Regions from separate parts of the Rattus norvegicus genome. Here region 1 is linked to region 2. The links are chromatin contacts, called in public Hi-C maps. All regions are on one chromosome and are shown on one strand. The core of a region is the stretch at or near the end of the contact, and the rest is flanking DNA. Distances in the headings are between cores, read along the strand shown. Region 1 has its middle 27 kb from the start of Tbx19. Region 2 overlaps LOC102546371 (a long non-coding RNA gene).

Evidence for each region. Hi-C and Micro-C count contacts between places; a contact is called where the count stands out from the background.
Region 1: a contact with region 2 is called in a Hi-C map of liver, with 3 times the contacts expected there. The contact joins two enhancer-like sites. A contact is called at or near these places in 2 of 12 Hi-C or Micro-C datasets (the Rat2 cell line and liver).

Annotation. Positions count from the first base shown.
Region 1 is chr13:79,975,855-79,981,857 of GRCr8, reverse strand. No RefSeq gene overlaps it. Among named protein-coding and RNA genes, the nearest start is that of Tbx19, 27 kb to the left of the region's middle. Within about 2 kb of position 3,522, at least 16 of the 93 cell types and tissues checked have an H3K27ac peak or open chromatin away from gene starts, as enhancers often do. A contact at or near this core is called in liver, where this site is marked.
Region 2 is chr13:79,708,498-79,714,918 of GRCr8, reverse strand. The region is part of intron 1 of LOC102546371 (a long non-coding RNA gene); the gene reads left to right. It overlaps LOC134481525 (a long non-coding RNA gene), which reads left to right. Exons shown (of 4, transcript XR_010057090.1): 3 at 2,540-2,717. Among named protein-coding and RNA genes, the nearest start is that of Dpt, 55 kb to the right of the region's middle. Within about 2 kb of position 4,273, at least 8 of the 93 cell types and tissues checked have an H3K27ac peak or open chromatin away from gene starts, as enhancers often do. A contact at or near this core is called in liver, where this site is marked.

The DNA of each region.
Region 1 (6,003 bases), core at 2,273-4,772, 270 kb before region 2:
AGTCGCCACCTCCCTCTGCACCCCATGCTGGTATCAGTTGTTACAGGGAACCAATAATTTCCTTCCTATCACTCGGTGGGAGCCTCTTGAACTTGGAGGAAGTTGTAGAGAGGCAGAATGTGAGGGTGTGTTGTTTCTATCACCTGAGCCCTTGACAGGAAGTCTCAGTAAATCTGTTTTACAGAATAAATCGCGTGTCACCTTGGGTGAGGGAACCCCTGTTGATGAATTGCCTCTATCAGAGTGGTCTGAGGGCAATTCTGTGGGGTCATTTTCTTCGTTGATTGTTGTGGGAGAGCCTGGTCCACTGAGGGAGGTGCCACCCTGGGCTGGTGAGGCTGGGTTGCACAAGAAAACAGTCTGAGGAAGCCACAGAGAGCAAGCTAGTCTGTAACTTTCCACTGGTACATAAATAGCTTTACCAATTTCTAATTTACAAGCTACAAACCTTACCTGTTTAAAGTACTTAAGTAACTGATGTTTACAGCTTTTATCACGCATGTTATTTACTTATGAGTGTTGGAGTTGGGGGAGCATATGTGCTATGGCGCTATGTGTGGCCAGGGGACAACTTTGGGGAATTTATTCCCTTTAGGTCACCCCTGGGTAGGTGGTCCTGGATTGTATGAGAAAGCAAGCCATGGAACGATAGGACCCCCATGGTTCCTGCTTTAGGTCCTGCTCCCACCTTCCTGCCCTTCAGTGATAGACTCTTATCTAGATGTCATAAGCTGAAAACAAACCCTTTTCTCTCCCAGGTTTCTTTGGCTCATGGTGTTTATCACAGCAGCAGAAGGGGAGCCAGGCGAGCAGCGGGTCACCTCAGTTCTCTAATTTAAACTTCCGACCACTGGGACCATCAAACCCACTTGCTCAGGTTTGTAGAAAACTGTGGAATTCCTCCTGCCTCTCCTGAGTCACTCCTGTGGCCCTGGACGCTCTCTCCAAGAAATCACAATTAGTAATTTTTAGCTTATGCTGGAAGGGGTGAAGCTCTGAGGATCACCTCCTTCAGTTCCTGGTGCAGCCGATATCCCAGTTGCTGCACGAGCCCATGTTGGGTTCACACATGTGCGTCTCTGAACTCCACAGTAGGCTGACCTGCCCACATCAATCATTAATCAAGGAAATGTTCCCATGACATGAGCACAGGCTGGTTGGGTGGGCAGAATTGCTCAATTGAGGTTATCTTTCCCCAGGTGATTTTAGCTTGTGTCATGTTGACAAAAACTAACCAGATAACACACACTTGCTACAGCTCAGCCTGCATGGTGCGCCTGTGTTTTATGCTACTTAAGAATGACTCAGTGAAATGTCTTGAGGTTGGACTGCTGAACTGAATTGCTAGTGTTTATTGAGCACTTACTATGTGACAGTACTGTGTTAAGTACTTTGCATGCATTATCTAACTAAATGCATTCGAAAGGTACTTAGCATTTTTAAAGGGCTCTATTAATTTTTAACTTGCAACCAGAAGCTTTAGATGTTTAAAGGGTTGAAGTATTTGATATTTAATTTTTAAATTATGTTTATATGTATGTGGGGCGGAGGGGAGGGCACATGTGCTTGACTCTGTGTGGAGGTCAGAGGACTTCCTTTCAGGAGTCAGTTCTCTTCTATCACGTGGGTCCTGGGGGCTGAACTCAGGCTGTCAGTCTTGGCACCAAGTACCTCACTTACTCAGCCATCTTGCTGGCTTCAGTTTGTAGGTTTTTAAAGCATATTTACAGAGTTGAACAAGCACCATTTAATTATAAACCATTTTCATCAGCCTATAAAGATAACTTACTTCTATTGGTTGTCATTTCTACTCCCTTCGGGTTTCTGTACAACTCCCAGCCCCAGGTAGCCATGAGTGAACTTCCTGTGTAGACTTCTCCATCTTGGATACTTCACAGACATGGATTCATGTGATTTTGGTGACTCTCCCGGGTAGTTTCTTTTACCCAGTGTGTAACTTTAGAGGTTCATTGATGCAGGGAGTATCAGCATCCTGGTTCACTGATACAGGACACGCCAACATGCCTTTCTGTGCAAATGGTATTCTTTCACTCATATAAACATACATCGTGTTCACGCTTTCATTCACTTGGTTAACGGGCATCTGGTCTGAAGCCGCTTTTTTTTTTTTTTTTTTGGTTCTTTTTTTCGGAGCTGGGGACCGAACCCAGGGCCTTGCGCTTCCTACGTAAGCGCTCTACCACTGAGCTAAATCCCCAGCCCCACTGAAGCCGCTTTTTGAATGTTTGTGTGTAAGTTCCTTTGTGGCCCAGAGGCTGCCAGCTCACCCTCCAATGTACGGAGGAGGAGGGAGTCTCAGAAAGCTGAGATGGACTTCCCGACACCTTATAACTTCCAGGAAGCCAGACTCAGGCCTCTGATGATAGAGTTACACATCCTTGCACACAACACAGTGTCATTGCTGCTTTGGGAGGGGACCCAAGCAGGGATGGTCACATGATTCTGTAGGGACCTCCCTTAGCCTCTCACCATGTCAACTTGAGTCTCTAGGGATGCTCTAAATAAAGCGAAGGGCCTGCCCCTTGGGAATAAACTTGTTAGAGGTAGCAAGAAGGCGGGAGACAGAGAGATGGCCATCAGAGCAGGGCCTCATGGACTTCGGATTTCAGGGGCCTGGGGGCAGATGGCTGGTTCCAGGAAGGACTTACATGGCAGGAAAACATTACTGGGAGTTTCCCAGAATCCCTTTGGGGCAGGTTCTGTTAAAAACTAAATTTCCCAGAACAGTAGAATATGGGGTTTGAGTTCATTATAATTTGGATTATTAATGCAAATGTAATCTCAAAAAGTGCTTAGTGAAGCTTGCGAAATTAATTATAATTAGGAAAGGGATGATTGGTCTTGGAGTAGATTATTAAAAGCGCACTTGTCACTTAACACAAAATATGCTGCAGACGAAACATTCAGGGCGCTCTATGAACTGATTTTATATTTAAAGGGTGTAAGTGGGAGAAAAACTTCGCACTTGTCACGATGAGACTCTGGATTGGGAGGCCATTGCCATGTGAGGTCACTGTTTGGTGAGCCTGCCTCCAGGGTGGTCATGAACAAGGTGTCTTTCTCTGCAGAGGATAAGGTCAGCTCCCCTCTCCTGTGGACTTTTTAGTGGAAACCCAGGATGGCTTGGGCTCGTGCTGGGCTAGGCATTTACATTACTACACGGGGACATATGCTTGAGGGGTAACCAGGAGGGGGTTAAGATCCTGACTTTTATCAAATGGAGGATGAATATTTTTATGAAACGAAGTAGAGGAGTCCACCTGGTAGTGGTGGCACCCACCTTTAGTTCCAGCACATGGAGGCAGAGGCAGGAGGACTTCTGTGAGTTCGAAGCCAGCCTGGTTTACAGAGCGAGTTCTAGGACAGTCAGGGCTACACAGAGAAACCCTGTCTGGAAAACCAAAACAGGAAAGTTGAGAGAGGAGAGGAAAAGGAGCAGAAAGCTTCCAGACCCCTTACATTCCTACCGCTGCAGTTCTCAAATCCATCTGTAGGTGGAGCTATTGCTCAACACATTTATTTATGGAAGGAAACCTGAAGACCCAGCCGCTGCCGCTGTTTCTTCATTGCAGTTAACCTTGTATGTTTATCTCAGTTTTATTGGAAGCACCCCCAAGCCCTTGTTTGCACCCGGATCCCTAGGTACACTTGCATGTGTCCTTAAGAGTTTCCTTTTTCAAGCTGTAAAACCCCAGGCTTAGAGCATGGTCCAACAGAGGGCGAGATGTCACATAACAGATCAAAATTTAGATTTGCTGAGTCACGCAAGTCACAGGACTGGAACTCACCCGGTAAGACCTGGCCTCCAACAGGGTCCTGGGCATTATGCTAACCATTGACTTACATTTACACACTCACACTACACACATGTGCACCCATGCACATGCATGGGGGATTAAGAGACCCCCTCGGCTGTGACGTAGTCCCACTGCAGATGTAGCATTCCCACTGCAGAAGGAGCATTCACCTGGACCACTCTGCAGCGCCCTTATGGGAATTTGAAGGCAAGAGAACTGATGGGAAAATGGAGTATGAGCTGTCTAGTCTGACAAGGAAGTCCTTTGCTTCTGGCCCAGAAGGTAGGCGTGTGTGTGTGTGTGTGTGTGTGTGTGTGTGTGTGTGTGTGTCCAGTATCAGTGAAGCTTTGAAAGAAGAACTCATTATCTTGGGAGGATGACAGAAATCTTAGGTCATTCTCAGTTGTCTCCTCCTCTTCCCCCTCTTGAAAAAAAAATTAATTTAATGGTGCATATCTGTGAAGTTTGTCTTTGTGTGGGTTGTAGATGTGGGGAGATGCCTGTGGAGGCCAGAAGAGGGCATCAGATTCCCTGGAATTGGAGTTTCAGGTGATTGTGAAATACCGGATACGGATGCTGGCAGCCCAATTCTGGTCCTCTATGAGAGGACCTGTTAAGCACTGAGCCATCTCTCCGGCTCCCTCAACAGACACTTTAAAATGGCTTCCATGTTTATAAACCTCAATATAGCTATCGTTTTTGTAAAAATAAATAAGTAAGTAAATAAATAAGTAAAAATAAAAAAAATTGAGAGTCAATTTTCAAAACAAAAATGGCTTAAGTCATCCTAGGTCCAAATAGATACAAATGAACAGACAACATCGGTCCGGCTAAGGACTCCGACTCTAGCTGCCCTCATCTAGTAAGCTCAGACTTAATCATAGTGAAAAAAATTATCAGCAGCTCACCCTGTCCCATGTCCTACAGATGTGACAGGGTCATACTCTTGAAAAGCTTTAAACTAAACAGGTCATAAAGAGTCAAGATAAACCCACATGCCTGTAAGTGGTAAACGACGTGAACGGTTGTCCCCTTCCCGTGCTCACTGCACTCACGTGTCTGACTGAATGGGTGGCGTCTGACCTTGCAAGGTCGCTCTCACTGCCCAGTCTCCTTTGCTAATTATTAGGAGTGGGGCAGGGTATTTGCTCCTCACAATTTTAATTATTTTAGAATTCGTCTTTGGGTAACTTTCCCCTTCTGTGGAAACCTCAGCGTGTTTCTCTTCACCCTTCCTGAAGAGTTGATCTCTACTTGTTTTCTGTTACAAAGGGCTGCTGTGAAGGTCCTCCTACTGTCTGCTGCGAATGCCTGTGAGTGTCCACAGACCAGAGACTTCAGACTAGAAACGATCTTCACCACTTGCCACCTTACCCCTGTGGCTATTGTTACAATGTTTTCTAAATTGATTGAACCTGGTCACAGCTCCAGTGGTAACATGTTTCTAACCTTGGGTCCAGGGTGCAACTTGGCTCTTAATCTTTTCCAATTTTGAATCCTGTAACATTTTGTTCAGTTGTTTTAATTTTCACATTAGCTGGGAGTATCTTTTTATAGTTTTACTCTGACCAGAGTGCTTTCTTTTTCTGGAAAGTTTCTCAGTTTTCTAGGTCTGCAAATTCTTCTTCATCCCTTCTGGATAATACTCCTTTGTTGGCTTTAGGGACTCTTGCTTGGAGAGAACTTTCCTGAAGGGATGGAAGCAATATGACCGCATGATGTCTTAGCTTTTCATGCTGTCACTGAAGACCCAGAAGAAAGGAGACACACTGTGGCTGTGAGAGCCTGTGGCTCTCATGGGTGTCAAGAGGAACCCCATCTTACACACTTTACTATCCTTAACCTGTCCTAAAACGTGGGTCTAAATAGTGAGCTGGAAGCTAAACAGGAAAAGGCTTCTTGCCTCTTATCTGCAGGCTTGGGAGTTACTCGGGATCACGCCCACAGTGATTGGAGCTCACCTGGATCTAATGGAGAAAGAGGAACAGAGTGCTACCCCTGGATAGATAGTAGGTAAGGTACATCGGAGTCATGGTTAATACAAAACCACACCCTATGGCAACTACTGTGGCCGCTTTGTTAAAACACCATCACCACCATCACCACCACCACCACCACCACCACCACCACCACCACCACCACCACCACCACCACCACCACCACCACCACCACCACCTCCACCACC
Region 2 (6,421 bases), core at 3,024-5,523:
CAAGGCAGGGAGACGGCAAAAGCCAGACCAGACTGTTTTCTTTGGGAAAGTGTATCAGAAGGGAAATGAAAAGATTAGAAGAGAAAGGGGGAAATAGAATGAGAACACAGCAGGCCAGGCTGTCTTACTAAGATTACCGAGCATCAGATAGGGAGGTCTTAGTTGGCCTGCGTGGAGGGCGGAGTCTGAACGTGCTCTACACCCGGGTACTGGTTTTCTCTTTCTCTTTATTCCTTTGCTGGGCTACTGATGCTAGTCGCAGCCCTGGGCAATCTTTGGCAGCTCACGGGAAGAAGCTGTCGTCCCTTCTGCCTGGCGGTAACCTTTCACTGGCTCTGGCTGCAAACATGGCTCATGCTCCTGGGTATTCCTTCCCAACAGTGGGCACGTGTTTAGAGCGCATGTCTGTGTACCTCAGCGGGCTGTGGCTCAAGTCACTCTTCCATTGACTCGATGCTTCAGACTCAGTTTCTTCCCTACTGTCTACATTGACTCTTTTTCAGGCCAGCTTTCAATGTAGCCCTATGATACTTGCTTTGAGTCCAGGGAGGGTCCAGAGTCACCAAACTGACAACCCCCTTCTCCTCTGCCAGTGTCGCTGCCTGTCGTGCTCGGTCTCCCCTCTGCTCCTGAAAGTCCACTGAGGACTTCTTGAGGCTGTGACCTATGGTTCTCATACTGTCTGCTGTCCCAGACCCTCTGGCTCTCCAGATAGCATCGATCCCTCCATCACGGACGCTGGAATTTCTCTAGTTTGTTCTGCAAACATCCTATTTCACTCTGATGTAATTTTGTTGGTCGAGTATCTGGTTGATTGAGCTGTTTTTTATTCCTCCCTTGTACATATCAACAGTTGGTTGACTTACTCTGCAGCACATGAGGGTTCCTTCCTGGATCGAGTTCACTCTTTTCATTTACTATGGAAACTGTACTGTGCCTTTGGGGTTGAGTCTGTCTTTCCTCTTCCTCCGAGTGCTGTATTGCTTCTGTTGCGCTGTCTTGGTGGTCATGAGTTGCCTTAGTTTATGCGTGCCTGGAATGGCCCCATCTCTTCACAGTACAGCTTGGCTAGAAACAGCAATCTTGGTTGGCCGTTGGTCTTCAGGCCTTGTTTACCGGTTCTCACTCTCCTTGCTTTTCTGACTGTTGAGGAGAGACGCTATTCTGACGCACCTGCCTTGTGAGCTAGCATGTTTACGTACTGCTTTTATTTGTTGATCTTTGAGTTGAAATTTATTTAAATTACCCCTAAACATATTAAAAAACCCCAGCTCATCCTCATTGCAAACAAGAGATAGGTACCATAACTACAACGGGATATCACTTCTTGTCTGTCAGAGGCAAATGGCGTGACAAGAAGACTCTGTCACGCTGCTTTTGTGATAATGCAAAATACCTGCACGGAGTGGGCTCATCAATGGCTGGCAATATTATGCACACAAATGCCCTTTGCCTCAGCAACTGTGCCTCTAAAAAAATAGTTTCCAAGCATAGGTTGGCAAACGGACTCTGAACTGTGCTTTACCTGTGTACAGGTACCTTTGGCAGGCAGTGCAATGAGCTACATCAATATATTGATTGTGGTTACGTAATAGTGAAAGAGAAAATGTGCAAATGTTTGTCAGTGGGGCTTGGTTGAATAAACTGTGGCACAAAAACGTGACATGTGTCCGTTAATCAATAAAGAATGGGGTTGGACTGATGGCTCAGCAGGACCAAGATTTGATTCCCAGCATCCATAAAAGCAGCTCATTACTATTGGTAACTCCAGTTCCAGGTCTATTTAATGCCCTTTTTTTTCTGGCTTCCATGGGCACAGAGCATGGGTAGAGTATGCCAGATAATGAACTTGTAAATAGTTAAGGTCTTTGGGGACTCAGTGCATTGTTACTTGGTGTGTTGTTTTAGTCAACTGGCAAGGCAGAGCATGTGTTAGAGCAAAGCCATTCACCTCATGGGAATAACAAGAAGAGGCCAGGACCTCACACTCCCCTCTAATGGCAAATCCTTTATGACCTGAAGTCCTCTAATGAGGCTCCACCTCTGGAAGGTTCCACACATCACTGGAATAGACCCAAAGTCTTCAGTGCATGGACCTTTGGGGGCACTTATCCAAGGTGCCGTGCTGTGCTCTATTCCTAAATCTGCCTGTTATTTTAATAGGTAGGAAAAAAATCAACCGCTTAGTTTTGGGGGTCACTTAAGGAGAGTCACTGTTTCCATTAAAACATGAAATCAGTAGAATGGCACTTCATAAGGACAAGGCCGGATGTATTTTTAGATGAACTAACACAGTCCCACAAGATCACCTGCAGCAAGCCTACGAGTAGAAAGAGAATCGGAGAAGCACTTCTCTCTTGGGCCATGAAGTTCTAAAGGTTCTTAGCTATTACAACCCCTATCATCGCTAAGTATTTTATGCCCCTGTAGAGGAATAACTTTTATTTTTCTTTTTGGTTTGCATGCTCACACAATGGTCTGTGATATCAACGTGATTGTTTAGAGATCAAGTGAACTGCTCACAACTTATTTATTCCAGGAACTTCAGGCTTCCATTTCCCCAATCCTTGTTCTGATAGAGAGGGCGCTAGCTTCAGGAACAGTCACTGCTACAGATACATCGCAAATCACAGCAGAAAGTCGGGCTCGCCACATCCCCGTCTCTAAAGCTGATACCACCTTTATGACAATACAAAGATGCATGTGTGCCCTGTCAGGTAATGCCCTCTGTGATGCCATAGCAAGTAAGCACTTAGGAGATGCCTGGATTTCCTAGCCTCCAAAACCACAAGCCAAGTGAACTTTTATTTTTAAACTACTATTTTGCCTCAGACATTTTGTTATAGTAACAGAAAGTGGGCCAAAGGAATATATCCACGAATTGTGCCCTCTAATTTGTGGGTGGTTTTCATGACCTAATTCAGGACTAATGACTATTCTCCTTTGATACATTTGAGAGAGCATTGTTTCTGGTGAGCAATAGCAGGTGTTTTACAAGAATAAAGTGACCCAGACTTTGCAAGGATATAAGATAGTCAACAGGTTTGAAGGGGAGGGTTTGGCGTTTTCCTGTCTTTGTCAATGTCCCTACTGTGCTCATGCTATCATAACAGAAAGCACAAGGTGTAAGTTTTATCTTCAGAAAAGCGATGTTGGCAACAATGAGATTAAGGTACCCTAAGCACCATTTAAGAATGTAAGATTATAGTATTCGCTAACGGAAGGCCTGGACATAGAATGAAGTAATTGAGATAATGGTTTCTTAAAAAAAGTTAAATATCAGGAGAAAACAAAACAGGGAATCAGGTGCCACTCGGTCAGTTGATTGGTGGTTGGTCTCACTTAGGTGTGCCAGACAGTGAGTGTAGAAGGATGAGTGGTCAAGGAAGGTCACCCCTGCCGTAAGAGGCCCAGGAGCTTGTAAAAACGACAAACAAACAAAACCCAGACCCATCAGATGTTCCTGCTTCCGCTACACAAAGGAAAGTGAAGCTAAAAGGAAACACACAGATATAAAACTATAAAATTATAAAAGTCAGTTTTATAATTCAGATGTGTCCTTTTGTTTACTTTGTTTACCAAGCTGAGGTGGTATTTCGTTTTCCTAGTCTTTGCTCCTCTCCACAGACTGTGATGTCACAATTCTCTTCTCCCTTGTGGACATGTTGATGTTAATACTTGTCTTTGGTTGCTAAAGCCATTTTTTCTTTCCTAAGAAGGAAGGCTCACTCAGTCACTCTACAACTTCACAATCTTATATAATTTCCATGCTAGGAGCAATGTAAGTGAGGATTTATGATAATGAAATGTGGAGAAATGGTTCAAATGTTTTGAGGTGTCAGAGAAATTATTTACCCCCTCCCATCCTTGCAGGCTCTGTGTATGACATGGAGATTAACTCACTTTCTTAGTAAGAATTTGGCAAAAGCACATTTCAAATTTTCTAATAAGAAATGAGTAACTGACAACCATTATCTCAAAAAATATTGCTTATAGGACCTGATTTTTTTCGTACACCATTTTTCAGGGAAACACATATCTTGCTGGCTAAGAGACCATCTAGAGGCTTTGAAAATAGCCTTATAACTTAAGACTTTCAAGACCTTTGACCATTCTGAGCTTAGATTTGTGGTGTAGTCATGAAGCAGTAGTGTTGAAAGTGTAAATTACTGGCAAAAGTTGAAATAACCCCTGACTCATCTCTCAAGGCCACAGCCTGGTAACAGTGGAGAACTTGGGCCTGTGGCAAGCTGCTGAAGTTGGCCAGCTGCCAGACAGCGAGGTGACTGTCTGGATGAGTTGACAGCTACTTTCCCAAGGCTTTCAGCTCTGCAGTCCCCTGTCCTGAATGATGGTTATTAATAGCCCCAATTTCTGGAGCTTCTGAGTAATTCACCTCAAAGAAACTTCTCAAAGGAAAGCATGAGGCCATAAGGTGGTGCTTGCCAGTGGAAGGGTTGGACACGTGAGCTTGAACAAAACTGCTTCAAAATTGTACACCAAAAGTGATGTGCACTCTCATTACATTTCTGAATAATGAATTGTCACTTTCTAAAAATGAGAAATAGCATCCCATGGGGTATCTTGGTCCAAAATGTTTACAAATCTTCTCTCCTTATGTGTAAGGAACTTACTTTAGCAACAAGGCTAGCAACCTGATTAATTGTTCTTACATGTATAGTACCCTTGTCTTTTATAGTCCTTTTTATTTTTCAAATGGAGACAGAAGAGAAAGGGATGATGATGATGATGATGACAACGACGACGATGGTGGCAGTGGTGGTGGTGGTGATGATGATGAACTTCTATCAGAAGAAAAGGGCATGAAGAGCTTTGAGTCCCCTTCCTTAACTGTCTTTCATGTACAATGAATTCTCCTTTACTGTAGGCTGAATTTTAAATGTGATTCACCCTCTTTATTAGAGGCTGATGGGTTGATGGTCATGTCTGATAGTTAGAGGAGAAGTGAATTATACACAGTATAGCAAGAGCCAACCTGATTGTTTTCTAAGCAAATTGTTTATAAGCAAATTCAAAAACTAACAGCAAAAGTAGATAAAAATAAAACACAGATTAAATGTATTCCCTAGCTTCTTTTTGGTTCTTTTGGTAAAATCTCATGGATAGTAAAGCTATTTTTGAAAAATTTAAATTAATTACCTATACTAACAAGGTAACTATATATATATGTATATATATATATATATATATATATATATATATATGGTCAGGTGAATAAAAATTACTTCACCTGATAAACATTATACATGTATTATGTCTTTATGATTCTACAGATGATATATTGAAACAAGCATCAGCGATGAGTTTTCCAAAGATTTGGAAAAGGGGAAATAAAATTGTCATGAGTCATAACCTAAATCTCACAGATAAAATATGCAGCGTCATTTTCCTATTTAGGATAGAATGGTTTTCCTGTAGCGATAGGCAAGCCCAACTTCTCCAGGGTTTAAATGTCAGACTTGGATTTTGCTTATGGCATGTGACGTTCACGAATTTAGGGGATGCCACTGTTCCACATGGTTTCCACTTTGGGCCCCAAAGCGAACTCCACCTTGGCAGATAAAAACTAAAGCGGGACTTACATTCATGGGTAAATGTTTCTGTCCAGGAGTGACATTTAGTACTTGAAAATTATTGGCCAGGAACAGTCATGATGCCACACCTAACTCAAAGAAGTTATTAAAGAGTAATTTGGTTATATGCCCAAAAATAGGCACTGTAATGGCTGTTTTGATTTTAAAGGAAAGAATTGGCTCAAAAGTCAATTATTTATTATAACCAGATATAAAAAGTTAACATATTTGAGGAATATGTCAGCCAAAGTACACCATAGGTCATGGTGCTGATGGGTAACATAAGTGTACCCACTGGAGATGGCAGTGTGCTCTGTGAAAGCCTCACTGTTTCAGTTGCCCTCCTTATTCTATGGTCACTAAGGGATGTAATCCTTCACAGAAGAATTAAATAAGACTTTCCTACAGATAAATAGATGGTCAGAAGGATACCATAATACAATTCTTCTACTCTAGCTTTATTTTGATACTTGGATGTTCTGGTTTTGGAAATTGATTTGTCCGAGCATGCTCAGTTTGAATGATCCTTCAAAGTTAAAATAGTGCCCTGTGCGCTGAAGAGACGGCAGCTTTGAGTCAATGCGGTTTTAAGTCAACTCTAAAGCAAGAGGACTCACCAAAGGGAGGCTATTTCCTCACTCCTCCTAAGCATAACGTGTGATGTAAAGACTTGGTCCCTCTGTGTTGTGTATTCGAATTTGAAGGAACATTATAATATTCTAGTAAACAGTGTCAATGTTATATCATTCCAGCTTGGAAGCCAACTCAAGGGATTGAAGGGCAAAAATAAGAGCCTATTCCACACTCCAACTTCTTTCAATTCATTA